2 separate regions of the Anas platyrhynchos genome follow, and region 1 is linked to region 2. Evidence: chromatin contacts called from public Hi-C data. All regions are on one chromosome and are shown on one strand. Each heading gives the region's core, a stretch centred on a gene start, on an enhancer-like site or on the middle of the called end of the contact. The rest is flanking DNA. Distances are from core to core; before and after follow the strand shown. Region 1 overlaps PLD1 (phospholipase D1). Region 2 holds the start of CLDN11 (claudin 11).

Evidence for each region. A called contact is a pair of places that touch in the nucleus more often than the background predicts.
Region 1: a contact with region 2 is called in a Hi-C map of subcutaneous adipose tissue, with 3 times the contacts expected there. The contact joins the enhancer-like site here to the promoter of CLDN11 in region 2. A contact is called at or near these places in 3 of 8 Hi-C or Micro-C datasets (liver, skeletal muscle and subcutaneous adipose tissue).

The regions. Positions count from the first base shown.
Region 1 is chr9:5,199,565-5,205,553 of IASCAAS_PekinDuck_T2T, forward strand. PLD1 (phospholipase D1) reads right to left here. Exons shown (of 28, transcript XM_038183503.2): 28 at 4,245-5,989. Among named protein-coding and RNA genes, the nearest start is that of TNIK, 11 kb to the left of the region's middle. Within about 2 kb of position 1,332, at least 2 of the 8 cell types and tissues checked have an H3K27ac peak or open chromatin away from gene starts, as enhancers often do. A contact at or near this core is called in subcutaneous adipose tissue, where this site is marked.
Region 2 is chr9:4,948,828-4,954,733 of IASCAAS_PekinDuck_T2T, forward strand. CLDN11 (claudin 11) reads left to right here and starts at 2,654. Exons shown (of 3, transcript XM_027464263.3): 1 at 2,654-3,078; 2 at 5,558-5,722. The coding sequence starts at 2,853. It overlaps SKIL (SKI like proto-oncogene), which reads left to right. Exons shown (of 9, transcript XM_072042358.1): 9 at 1-546.

The sequences.
Region 1 (5,989 bases), core at 82-2,581, 250 kb after region 2:
TCAAACAGTGAATAAAACGTATCCGGACCTCAGGGAAGTGTTTGACATCATGCCATGCACCGGACTAATTTCCTGAAACAGCAGAGCCAGGCAGGAGGGTGGTTTATGCTGGTGGCAGCGCCCCAGCTCAGGGAGCAGGAGAGTGAGTGCCACACCGCTGTCCCTGGCACTGCAGCCCCAGCTCTTCGTCCCCAGGAAGGTCAGCACGGCCCCTGGGCTCTCTGCTCCTCTGTCTGCTGCTCCCCTCCCAGAATTTCATCTTCTCCGTATGCGAGGCATGTCCTTCATGTGACACAGCAACACACGGCTTTCCTACGGGGATTTGACAGCGGACAGGAAAATGATCAGTTAAAAAAAAAAAAAAACCTGCACATGAGATTCTTGCCCATCATGAGGATGAATATCACCTCCATTTTCACAGTCTGCTCTGCCCTATATAAGGCTGTCAGATTTCCAGGGCAGAGAAATGATGTGCTTCTGGGTCCCTGAGCATCGCAGGGTGCTGGGACCCGGGAAGGAAATGCCTAACAGCTCTGCTGCTGTGGCTGCTGTCCTCACCAGTAACATACTGGGAGCAGGTGCTGGTCTGAGACTTGTCTCAGGACTGGATCCATGAGGACACTGACAACTGGATTTTGATTGTACTGGGGGAAAAAAAAAAAAAAAAAAAAAAAAAAAAAAAGTCTCTGAAGCAGTATGTCTTGGCTCGGGGAGACTGCTCCTGCTGAGGCATTTTAAGTGATTTCTGTGTAAATCTTTCTGTTACAGTAAAAATAATAATAATGAAATGGTGAGACACAAAGTATACAGACACAGTGGAAACCAAATTTGGAGTGATTCGGGTGATTCAGGCTTTCTTAGGGTAATAAGTAGCTAGCGCAGTTCGACACACTCACATGCAACCCAAGAGCTTGGAGCCGCCGTGGAGGCTTCAGTGACCGATTCATTATTCCGTACAGGCGCTGGCTGCTCAGCCACCCCGGCCTGTACCCATCTGGATGTCAGGAGACATCCCTGGGGTGTGTGGCTGTGCACAATGCGACCACCCTGCAGCCGGGCATCGGTCTGCAAGCACAACTGATACCACACAGACACGGCCTGCAAGGAAACACCCGGATATATACACCGCAGCGAGCTGCCCGAGACCTAAGGCGGATGCACTCCCGGCAGGGGGATGTATTTTGGGTGTATTTTGGGTGTATTTTGGGCAAGGCGGAGGCAGCACTCGGGGGGCCGGGAGGCTCCGGGCTGCGGCCCCCGGGGGGCAGGGGCAGGCCCCGGGCTGCGGCGCTGCGCGAGGCCGCGGCTGCGTTAGGCCGCAGCACCCCCTGCAGGCCTCGCTCCGCAGGGCTCCAGCACAGCCTCCTCGGGCAGGCTGGGGGCTAACAAACGTGGTGGTCTTCACAAGCAGCCTCCGACTGCCGCACTGGGCCGGCCCTGTGGCGATAGCTGCCGTCCTTTCCAGAGTTTCTCGCTTCCGCGTCTGCTACTGGCCCAAACCGGGCTTTTCCACACAAAAACAGCCATTGTTGTGCTTAAAATGAATTCCATATACGGTAGCTACTTCATGTTTCTGAGGTTACACAGCTTTGTGTTCGATTCCATTAGCCATCCATCTATGTGAAAGGGAAACACGTCTAAAACGTGATCCTAAAACATGAAGAAAATGTGAAGTCTCAAACCATCTTTCAAGGCAAAATTAAAAGATGCTGGGTGATTACACCGAGTCCCCTCATGAAGATGCACTTTACATTGGTGCTGGGGACACACCACACTCACATTCCAGCCTGCAAGGCCTGGCTGGGGTCTCTCCACGTACGCTGGGCTGGTAGAGAAGGAAATCAGGATGCCAGCCCAGCAAAGAGAACAGAAATACTCTTCTGTCTGTTTGGTGAGATAAACCAGAGGAATGCGATAAACACCAAAGGCAGCACAGCCGGAGCAGAGCAGGAGGGGGCTGGAGGATTGGTCTCTGGCTGGATGATCACTCAGTTCAGGAACCGTGACCTGGTGCAGAGCACCCTTGGGTGCCAAAGATCTGGTGCAGCCACGGATGTGGCCCTGGTGGTTCCTCCAGCTGAAGAGATGGGGATAGCTCTTGCCAGAGCTTCCCTTGTGCCCCCACTGCCCTCCTAGCTGTACCCTCACCCAGGACCCCAAACCCATCCACCCCGCAGGATCCGGCCCTCCTTGCCCTTATCCAGCCACCCAGCTTGGCCCAGAGCAGCTCTCCCAGCAGGGACACGCCACAGGGAAAGGCCACCAGCAGCACGTGCCCCGCTCCTCGCTTCCTCCGGGCACTGCTGAGCTCCAGATAACAGAAACCTGTCAGGGCCTGATAATGCTGTCTTCCCCTCCTTTGTCCTCAAGTGGTAACAGGATGTTTAATTATCGAGATCAGGCTGAATATGGAGAGATTACTCACCATTGATCCTGGGTATAAGCTATTTCCCTTGCAGAATAATTTCTTCTTTTTTCAGAACTTTCCCCCCCACTCCTCTCTCCAACTTAATTTCCACCCCGGCCATGAGGCTCAGCAGAAAGTCTTACCATAATCATTTTGAGCTAAATATTCTGAGTAATCAATCAGAGCAGTGGAACCAATTTGGAAACTGTCACTTTTAATTTTTCCAATAAAAAAAAAATAAAAATTGAGCATTTCACTCACACTGCTGTTGGGATTCGGGCTCTTAAAGCCTTCGCTCCACTGCACCAGTGCTTCAGAGATGTACTTGAGAACCTGAAGAGCTGGCACAATTGCAGAGAAACAAAAACAGATTGATTTTTAGCAGGGAGAAGAAACCTGTTTTTTTAGGTGCCTTTGGACCTGTCTGACAAAACCTTTTATTTCTTCCTTCCCTGCTTTCGTCCTCTACAAAAATAACCAAGAGGTACTGGAGATTTCACACATGCAAAAGGCTGACACTAATCAAAAAGTTGACGACTTATTGAGAGCTCAGTGCACAAATAGATGGCTAACGAGGGCCCAAGGAGCAGACCTGCTTGGTGCAGAGGGCAGGATTTCTTCCTGTCCCTCTCTGGCTCGGGATGTCTGTGGGCACGTTGGCTGCAGAGGCTTACCTGTGGGGAGAGGCAGGAACGGTCTTGGCACAAGCGGCTGGAGAAAGCTGTCCTGGAAAGCGTGTGTCTATTAAATGTAGCAGTGATTGCTCTTTTTGTTCGAGGCATGCGTGGGCTGCATTTCTGCTCAGCGAGGAGCGATCAAATTAGAGGCTTTGTGAGTCTTTCATCAAGCACACTCTGTGGCTGTAGGGAAGTCAAAGGGAATTTTGCCACTGCCCTCAGTGGAGGCAGTGCACCTGAGCCTCCCCTTTGCAATTTATGCCAGCTGTAGCCCGTAAGCTGCCTTTTACCTGTATTTTTAATGGGCTAATGGATGGGGATGAAGTCATGCCCAGTGAAAACATGGCATGCCTGTGTGTGAGACAGAAAACAGCAAAAGCAGCAGTGGTGCCTAATTTCAGCTCTCCCTCACACCTCTAGGGCCCCCACGTCACACTGGATCCTCGTCATAAAGCCGTACGAGGTCCTAAACCCTCTCACTTCAAAGCTACACCTGGTCGTATGCCAACTTCACACTGAGATAAGAACGGAGACAACACGGCTTTTTGGTGGCTGCTGCTAGCAGCGACTGCCGGGCCCAGCCCCGTGCCAGGTGCCCTGTGGCATCTGAAGAGGGAGAAGAAACCTAAGAAACAGAGAAGTTAACATGTTTTCAGTTTGCAGGAGAGCTTGGAAATGCCACTGATGCTTTATTCATCTCTTTTCCCCCTGGAGGTCAACAGTAATCTGCTTTTTCCTCTCTCAATGTTGAATTTCCTTTACTGAAAGTTAAAAGGGACAGTGGCAAGTTAATTCTATTTTGGAGACGGACTGTTTCTGTCTGGGCCTTTCATAATGCCTCTGGATTATTAAAACAGGATTATTTATTTACTTATTTCAAGAAGTCCAATTTTATTTCTGTGCTGTTCTACTTCAGCAATTTCTCTCTTCTGGAAAAAACCCAATGACTCTGCCCAGCCCTATTTTATTTTATTTTATTTTATTTTATTTTATTTTATTTTATTTTATTTTTTTCTGGGGATGCTGGGCCCTTTTCTCATCAGCTCTTGCTGCTCACCAGCTGGGGCAGCGCCGCCAGTGCCAGGCAAGGACAGAACCTGCCCCCCCCAGCCAGATGTGGCCGCATTCCCTAAACAAGCAGGAACGAGACTGCAGCCGAGTGCTTTGACACATGATGGTCTGTTGTATTTTCAGTCCGCTGATACACATTCATTTACCAAATACAAACCAAGTGGAAAGGAAAGCAATCATCAGCAGAAACAAGGGTACAAAACTCAATTCCAGCAGCCTTCACAGAAGGGATAGTCAGTGTTCACAACGGCACCATTGGAAGGCAGAGACGCACGGAGACCTGCACTCACACCTGAAGTGGAAGCTCTCATTTTGGTGATTAGTTTTGCTAGAGACACGATTTAGAAAATAAACAACAATCCCAGAACTGTGACTTCTGTCACTGTTTTTCTCTTTTCCCGAGTGTCAGGAAAAAGTCAGGTAAGTTAATTATTTACATCTAGGACATTTTATGAAAACACAATTGGAGACTAAAACCAGAATAATCCCAAAGGTTTGAAAATACAACAAGAAAGCAGGCAGGAAAAAGAAAAAAAAGGAAACCCGAAGAGGATGGTTGCATTCAGTGGTCTGATACAGTTTCAGTGTGTGTTCCACTTGGATTTACCTTAATTCTGCACGTTTAACTTGATTCACCACCACGGCGTTACGCTCCTGGTTTAAACCCCAGTTTTGCAAAGCTCCTGGTTTCAGCAGGATCTCAGCTGTGCAACAGGGATTGCCGACTTGAGCCGATTTGCAGCACGAGCACCCCAAAACATGTGTGGGCATTCAAGTCCTGCAGCCACCCAAGAGATGCCAGCCTCGACCATCTGCCTGCTTTAGAGGCCTCTTGCTCTCCTCGCCTCGGCCTCCAGCACATCCCACAGACCGCGTCCCTCGCGCTGGGCAGGCAGAGCAGCAGCTCGGCAGCTGGCGGACTCAGATTTGGGCAGGAGGAGAAGGCAGAGGCGTTCAGCTACAGGCCCGTTCGGACGGCTTTCCACAGTCCATAAATGCGGCTGCTGTGCACGGATTGCAAACCCAGGGAGTCCTAGCTATGGGTGCACAGAGCAACTGCTACACTGAAATAACAGCAAAACAAGTCAGCGTTTGATTGTGCGTGGCTGTTTCCTTGGAAGGAACAAAGGTACCGGAACTTATTGTTAGCTAGGCAGAACCCACGCTGAGGTCTCCTCCAGGGACAGCACCAGGATTGCAAAATTGTTTGGTGAAACCTGATCAGAAGAACTGAAAACGGAGTGTTTGGGGTTTAATCCAGCAAAGGCGATATCAGGTCGGGTGAACTCAGTGGTGGCTGCCCTGGGTGGGAGGCTGGGTGGCTGAGCAGCACCGGCCAGCTTGGGCTGCTCCTCTTCTGGTTGCGCTGAGCACTTCCACTGGGAACAGTGATGTCCTGCTGTAATGCCACCAGGCACACCAAAACGTACCTGCTTGGGATAAGAGCTGCCAAACGCACTCGCTAGCTTGGGGACTCTGTTAGCACATCAGTCAGCTGCAAATAAGGTCGGGCCACAGATGTCCACGCACGTCCAGCAGCAGCACGCCGAGGCTGAGACCAGGAGCTGAAGCACTCGAGTTGTCTGACAAATTATTTTTAGTAAAATTCTTAACATATGATGACATTTATCCCTCAGTTTTAAACCATGCATCGAGTCCACAGTGAAACATTTATCCAGTCCAACATTTATACAACAGCATCTCTATTTTAAAATATGAGAATATTTAAAAACATTAAAAACCAAGGTACGATATCGAGTGTGAGTTCTGAAGTGGCATATATTAAGGAATAAATTAAAAAAAAAAGGAAGTGTTGTACTCAGGTTCAACTACA
Region 2 (5,906 bases), core at 1,404-3,903:
TAAAAAGTTGGTCTAAAATATTTTGTTGCAGTTACGTTGCTTTCTGTGATGGACAAAATCTGTTTTTGTGTTTTCCTACTTGCTCTCAGAAGTATTTATTGATGTTGACATGCCAATACGATTATCTGAAATTCCAGAAAGTAGTTGCAAAACACCAGTCTGTTTAGCTCAAGGCGACAGGGTGGATGACTATTCCGAAACCGTAGTAAAAGCCTGTGAAAACGATCAGTGCATTCAAGGATTTTTAATACTTTGCCAATGATGTACAGTCTTACTGCTAGCGTTGCTGTGGTTGCATTACATGACACACAAAACTGTCCTCTACCTCACGTGAGATTAACAGATATTTTATATGGTTTTAGTAAACAAGAGGCTTCTATCTGGTCACTTAGTTTACAAATTTTGAATTATATTTATTGAAACATGACATACTGTGCTCTTAGCTTATACCTCAATTGTATTTTGTGCTGTTATCCATTTTCATGCCATGTAAATACATGTACAGATTGTGGACTCAAAAACAAATAAAAAACTGTAATGTCACAACGCTTGTCTCCGTAATGTTTTTGTACACTGAGATACAAATGTGACTTTCTGAAGGTGTTTAACAACGGTGCTTTTTTAGAGAAGACAATCTGCCTTGCTTTGATCACAATAAATTAAGACCTGATTCCACTGAAGCTTTGTTAGCAGAACTCCCACAGCCTGCAGCAGCTCCCCACTTTATAAAGGGCATTTTTAGCAAAACCTACAAGGTCTCCCTCACAGTGAGTCCGTTTCCTAAGCCTTGTAGGGCTCCATGAAGATATCGACAGTAACATTTCTCTGTATCTCAACAAAGAGTTGGTATTTGTATGTGTAAATACAACCACTTGTGTATTTGGCATGTTCTCCGGTGCACAGCTTTTGTTGCTACTTAACTGCTCCAGCAATGTTTGAGTTGTTCACACCTCTCCTTATTAGATCAGTAATGAAGAAAATAACACACATCACCATACAAAACGCCGCGATGTATAACCATTTAAAATCAGAAATGATAATTATACTTTATTTGCTGAAAAATATTTTTATTTACTGCTGATGGAAACTCTGCCCTACAGTGGCTCTAAGGAGTTCCCAGGTTTTGTAAAACCCACAGGATTACGTGGTTTCAAATCTAGGAGATGGTGCTGTGATCTGTTGAACACAATCATGTCTTCCAAGAAGAACAATACGAGTTTCACTCGAGAGATGATGTTTATCTCCTGAATAGCAAACGTATTTTGAGGGAAAGATTAAATCCACCTAGAACCAACCCCTGGACAATGTGGAGATGGCACCTGGACATAAATAACAGCAGTAAGCATCGAGGAAGTCAATGGCAAGACAGCAGGCAGCGTGGCTTCACAAAAATGCAATTAACCAGGCACAGAAAATGAAACGACAAGGAGTGTAAGCAAATATATAATGCAAAAGCAACCATTAAATTTGTGTTTATTATAAAAGCTCCTCTTTACAGGTGATTTTCATCCCTGTAGTACTGTTTAGGCAGTAACTACAGTGTTCAGATGAGGCTATGATGAAACAAAGCTGTGGCCCCTGAATTGTGATGCTCAGGAATGTGAAAAATAAGGCTCTGCATGGTCTCATTCGTGGTTTTTACTTTGTTTGCTAAGGAACGGGAAGAATACTGCTGGATGGAGAGCAGGATATGTTTCATTCACGATTTACTAACCCTGGAGCATGGCTTTCAATATTTCTGTTTCATCAACAGCCACAGGAATGAATCAGTCACTGTTTGGTATTTTGCATCTGATTTTTCCCCTGCCCGATGCAGTGCAGGATGCACTCCGCTAGTGGTCTCCCCAGGCACGTTTTTTTCCGTGTAAATCCAAACCCTCTGCAAAATCAGAAGCTGTGGTGGACACACGGTGATGAAATTTCTTTAGGGATGTGTTGGCGTCCAATAACATAAATGTGTTTGCAAAAATACAAAGTAAAAACGGGAAAATAGCGTCTGCCTGTTTCTGCAGATACAGGATTGTCTGTGAAGTTTTCCTTTTCACATTTGGAAACGGGCTCTTCTTTGTTTTATGAGGTAGGCTAAAAGTTATGCCCATAATGAGTCTGAGTAAAAAGCCACTTATTCTAAATGTTAGTGTTTAAAAATGGAAATGAGGTGCTGCCTAAAGCAAACTTAAGACTCTGAGAGTGTTAATTAAGACTTTTGAAACCTCAGGCATGAGAGAACGCGGAGATGGCTCTTTTATGTTTTGCATAAACATAAACATCAGAAAAGAAACAAGACCGATGATGTGCATTTACTGCAGGAGTGCCGGTGGCTCTGGGGAGACGATCAGTTCCGTCTCTCGGGTAACTCTGTCCACCACGTTTCTTGCCTTATTTTTCCATGACGTGACAGAAGTGTGATCGTTTGTCTTCAGCCCTAAAACACCGCTTCGGTTTTTATCTCGAGCCTGAATTTTCAGCAGCCAGGCTGTCTGCACATGAATAAAGTAGCCTGTTTTGTCATCTGAGCACTGGAAGGGAGATTCTGCATCCCCTGTCCGCATCCTCCTCCTCCTCCAGCTCCCTGCGATGAGCTGCCAGAAGTTGGGGCTCCCCCCTTGCTCCTCCCATGCGCTGTGGGGCTGGAGGCAGCTCTGACCCCTCCCAGGGAGGGAGCTGGGCAGAGGCAGCCCGATGTGTGCTCGGAGACCTCTTCCCACCAAAGTCCAGTCCCTCCCGCTCCCAGCTGGCGGCAGGTCCCAGCAGCAAGCATCCTGCCCTGCCTCGCACAGCCCCGCAGCCTCCTCTGCCAAAGCTTTGTCCCTGCTCTCCTGCCCAGCTTGTAGGACCAGGGCCTCATCGCCATGGTGGCCACCTGCCTGCACCTGGCTGGATTTGTCTGCAGTTTCATCGGGTGGATCGGGGTGGTGGTGGCGACGGCCACCAACGACTGGGTGGTGACGTGCGGCTACACCATCACCACCTGCAGGAAAATGGACGAGCTGGGCTCCAAGGGGCTGTGGGCAGACTGCGTCATGGCGACAGGCCTCTACCACTGCAAGCCCCTCGTGGACATCCTCATCTTGCCAGGTACGTGTCCCCCTCCGTGCCCTCGTCCCTCCTGCCCCAAGGTGCTGCTCTGTGCGGTCCTGCCGTGGGGTGAAATGCTGGCGAAGCTCCTTCTGCTTCATCAGCCTGGGAGATGGTCCATTAAGTATGCTAAGGAGTGATAGCCCTTAACATGATACCCATTAAGTTCTACCTGGTTTTAATCGTGCCTAGGTATGATGTGTTATCTCTGGCTATTAAAATCCACTTAACGCTATCAATCATTGCCCTTAATAAACACTCGCCGTTTCTTTCACGTCTCATTTCCAGGTTGTACTGCAAAACATACATGGTATATTGAGATCTAAGAGAGTATTTCAAATTTCACTTTGAGATGATGATGAACTGTTACAAATGTTAAGGATCAATTCCTTGAAATGATTTTGAGTATAATGAATCTTTTGGCATCTATTATTAATGCTGCTATGGCTTTTAATCTTCTGAAAGATTGTCATCGGTCTTGACGGTCTTGTGCTTCGGATATGTTCTAACACAAGACAGAGCTTTTACACAGTAAAGAGATATAACTACCCTTAATTTGTCATGATACTTTCTAATCATATAGTAATTTTCATCTAGTTTACTGCAAAGCAAACATTAAGCAAGGTGTTCCGTCAGTGTTAGTACATCTTTTGAGCTAACTAAATCCATCTTTGTGTGATCCTGTCCCTGTAAGTTCAGTTAATTATTTTACCTAATGATTTTACCTATTTAAATTGCTGTTAACTCTATGGTGTTTCTTTGTTCTGCTACATTTTAGAGTACACATCATCAAGAATTTCAGAGGTGCCCCTTCCTAAACTGGCAGGGCAGAAATAACCATTCCTTGTAGCTTTCATTCATTTTTCCTTATTTATTTGTTTAAACTGTTGTGGAAATAATTTTACAGTTGTTAGAAAGATTATTTCTGAAATACTCTCTGATACGATGCCTAGTCAGTATTACACAGTGTTCGGCAACTTTGAATCTCTCAGACCAGCTCCTATTTTTCCCTTCTGTGCATGTATACTTATATTTTAGTAGATTTACTTTCCTTATAGCTACTATTGTTAAGCAGCACAGAAGAGAGAGAAAAAGCTTGCCCAGAAGAAACAGTATTGAATGAAATTTAATAAATAAGTAAATAAGTCTTTCATCAAAAGAAAGAAATGTTTCTTTTCAGCAGAAACAGATCACAAAGCAAGATTCTTTTGCTTGTAACTCATCTGAGACCCATAGCTGTCCACGAGAGAAATTCGTCCTTGCTCTGCCTGCTCGCTGAATTGTATTTAGAGTCTTTCATTGACTGAGCCAAGTCCTTAAACTGGTGTGTTTGTGTGCATGTTTGATTGAGATCGATTACACAGAAACCACACTGGGCATTGCCATCTTCTTTGTTTTCTCATTTTCTGCCCTTAACCCCTTAGAGAACTTTGTTTTTCTCAGTTTCCTGCTGAAAAATCAATGAAATGTTTGTTATACCTGGGCTCTGCCTTTTCAGGAGGAGTGAAATCCTCATTGCTGCTCTCTTATCCATATGTTGGTGGGATTTGCTTGAGGCACTCATCTGCTGCTATTCCTTGAGGCATCACAAAACACCGTGTCTGCGTGTGGCAGCTTCATCTTGTTAACAGGAGGGGAAAGAGAGCCAGCATTGTCACTCCGTGGGGGCTGTCCCGAGAGCTATATGTACTCAAAACTCAATATGTTCTGACACAGTCCCTCACAGACGGGCAGAAATAGCCTGCCCTGCATAGCCCCTGTTGTCCCTCGCTGCCTTGTGCTGCCTGCTGCTGCTGCAGGGGACAGGAAGGGCGGTGGTGCCTGATGGAAGGCCAGGGGATCCCGTGATGTCCAGAGGGACCCAGATGAATAGCTTGGCTTTGGCTGTGAGAGCTCAAATAACTCTACAAAGTGCAGTTATTTCTCTTCCTCTGTCAGTGCCGGTGGTCAGCTGGACTCCTGTTGTGTGACCCTGGTTGCTGTCCCTCCTTCTCCCCGGTCCTCAGCTTCTCCTGGTGGCAGTATCTCATGGACCTGCATGTTTGAGTGATGGGTCTTCAGCACTGCGGCCCTCCTGACCACAATCTTCATCTGGTGGTAGCAAGCTGATCTCTGAGTCTTTACATTCTAGTTATTTATTCAAGGCTGAAGAGATTCAAAAGATCCTTCCTCCCAGTTTCCTTTGCCGCCCCTTCCCCTATTTCCCAGCTCCATGATGTCTCCACATCTTGCTGGGAAGGGTTTGTGTTTTCCAGGCAGTGCTCCTTATGCTGTGGGAAATTTTGAGCTTGAAATGCGCTATTCATGCACTAAGCATGGTACCGCAGTCTCACTGTCAATATTTATTCACACAGTGGCTTGAACCCATCTCCAATACTCCATGCACATGTTCTGAGCCCATCAGGCAGGAACCTTCACCCAAAGTTCTCCACCTCTTGAGACGAATAATCAAAATCCCATTTCCTTGCCCCACTAACAGGGTACGTCCAAGCGTGTCGAGCACTGATGATCGCCGCCTCCGTCCTGGGCCTTCCTGCCATCTTCCTGCTGATAACCGTCCTGCCCTGCATCCGCATGGGCCACGAGCCCGGAGCCGCCAAGTACCGCCGCTCCCAGCTGGGAGGGATCCTCATCATCCTCCTGGGTAAGGCGCTTGTGGTGCTGCATGGTGCCACCTCCAAGCCTCCAAGCGGGCCGGGTTAGGCCGGGCTGGGCCTCAAATGCTCCGACCTAAGGCATGAGCAAAAGGAGCACTGGGCAAAGTTAGCTGAGCCCTGTGGGAGGTGAAGTCCATGAGTCAGGGGGTGCTTTTCTGTGGGGAGATCATG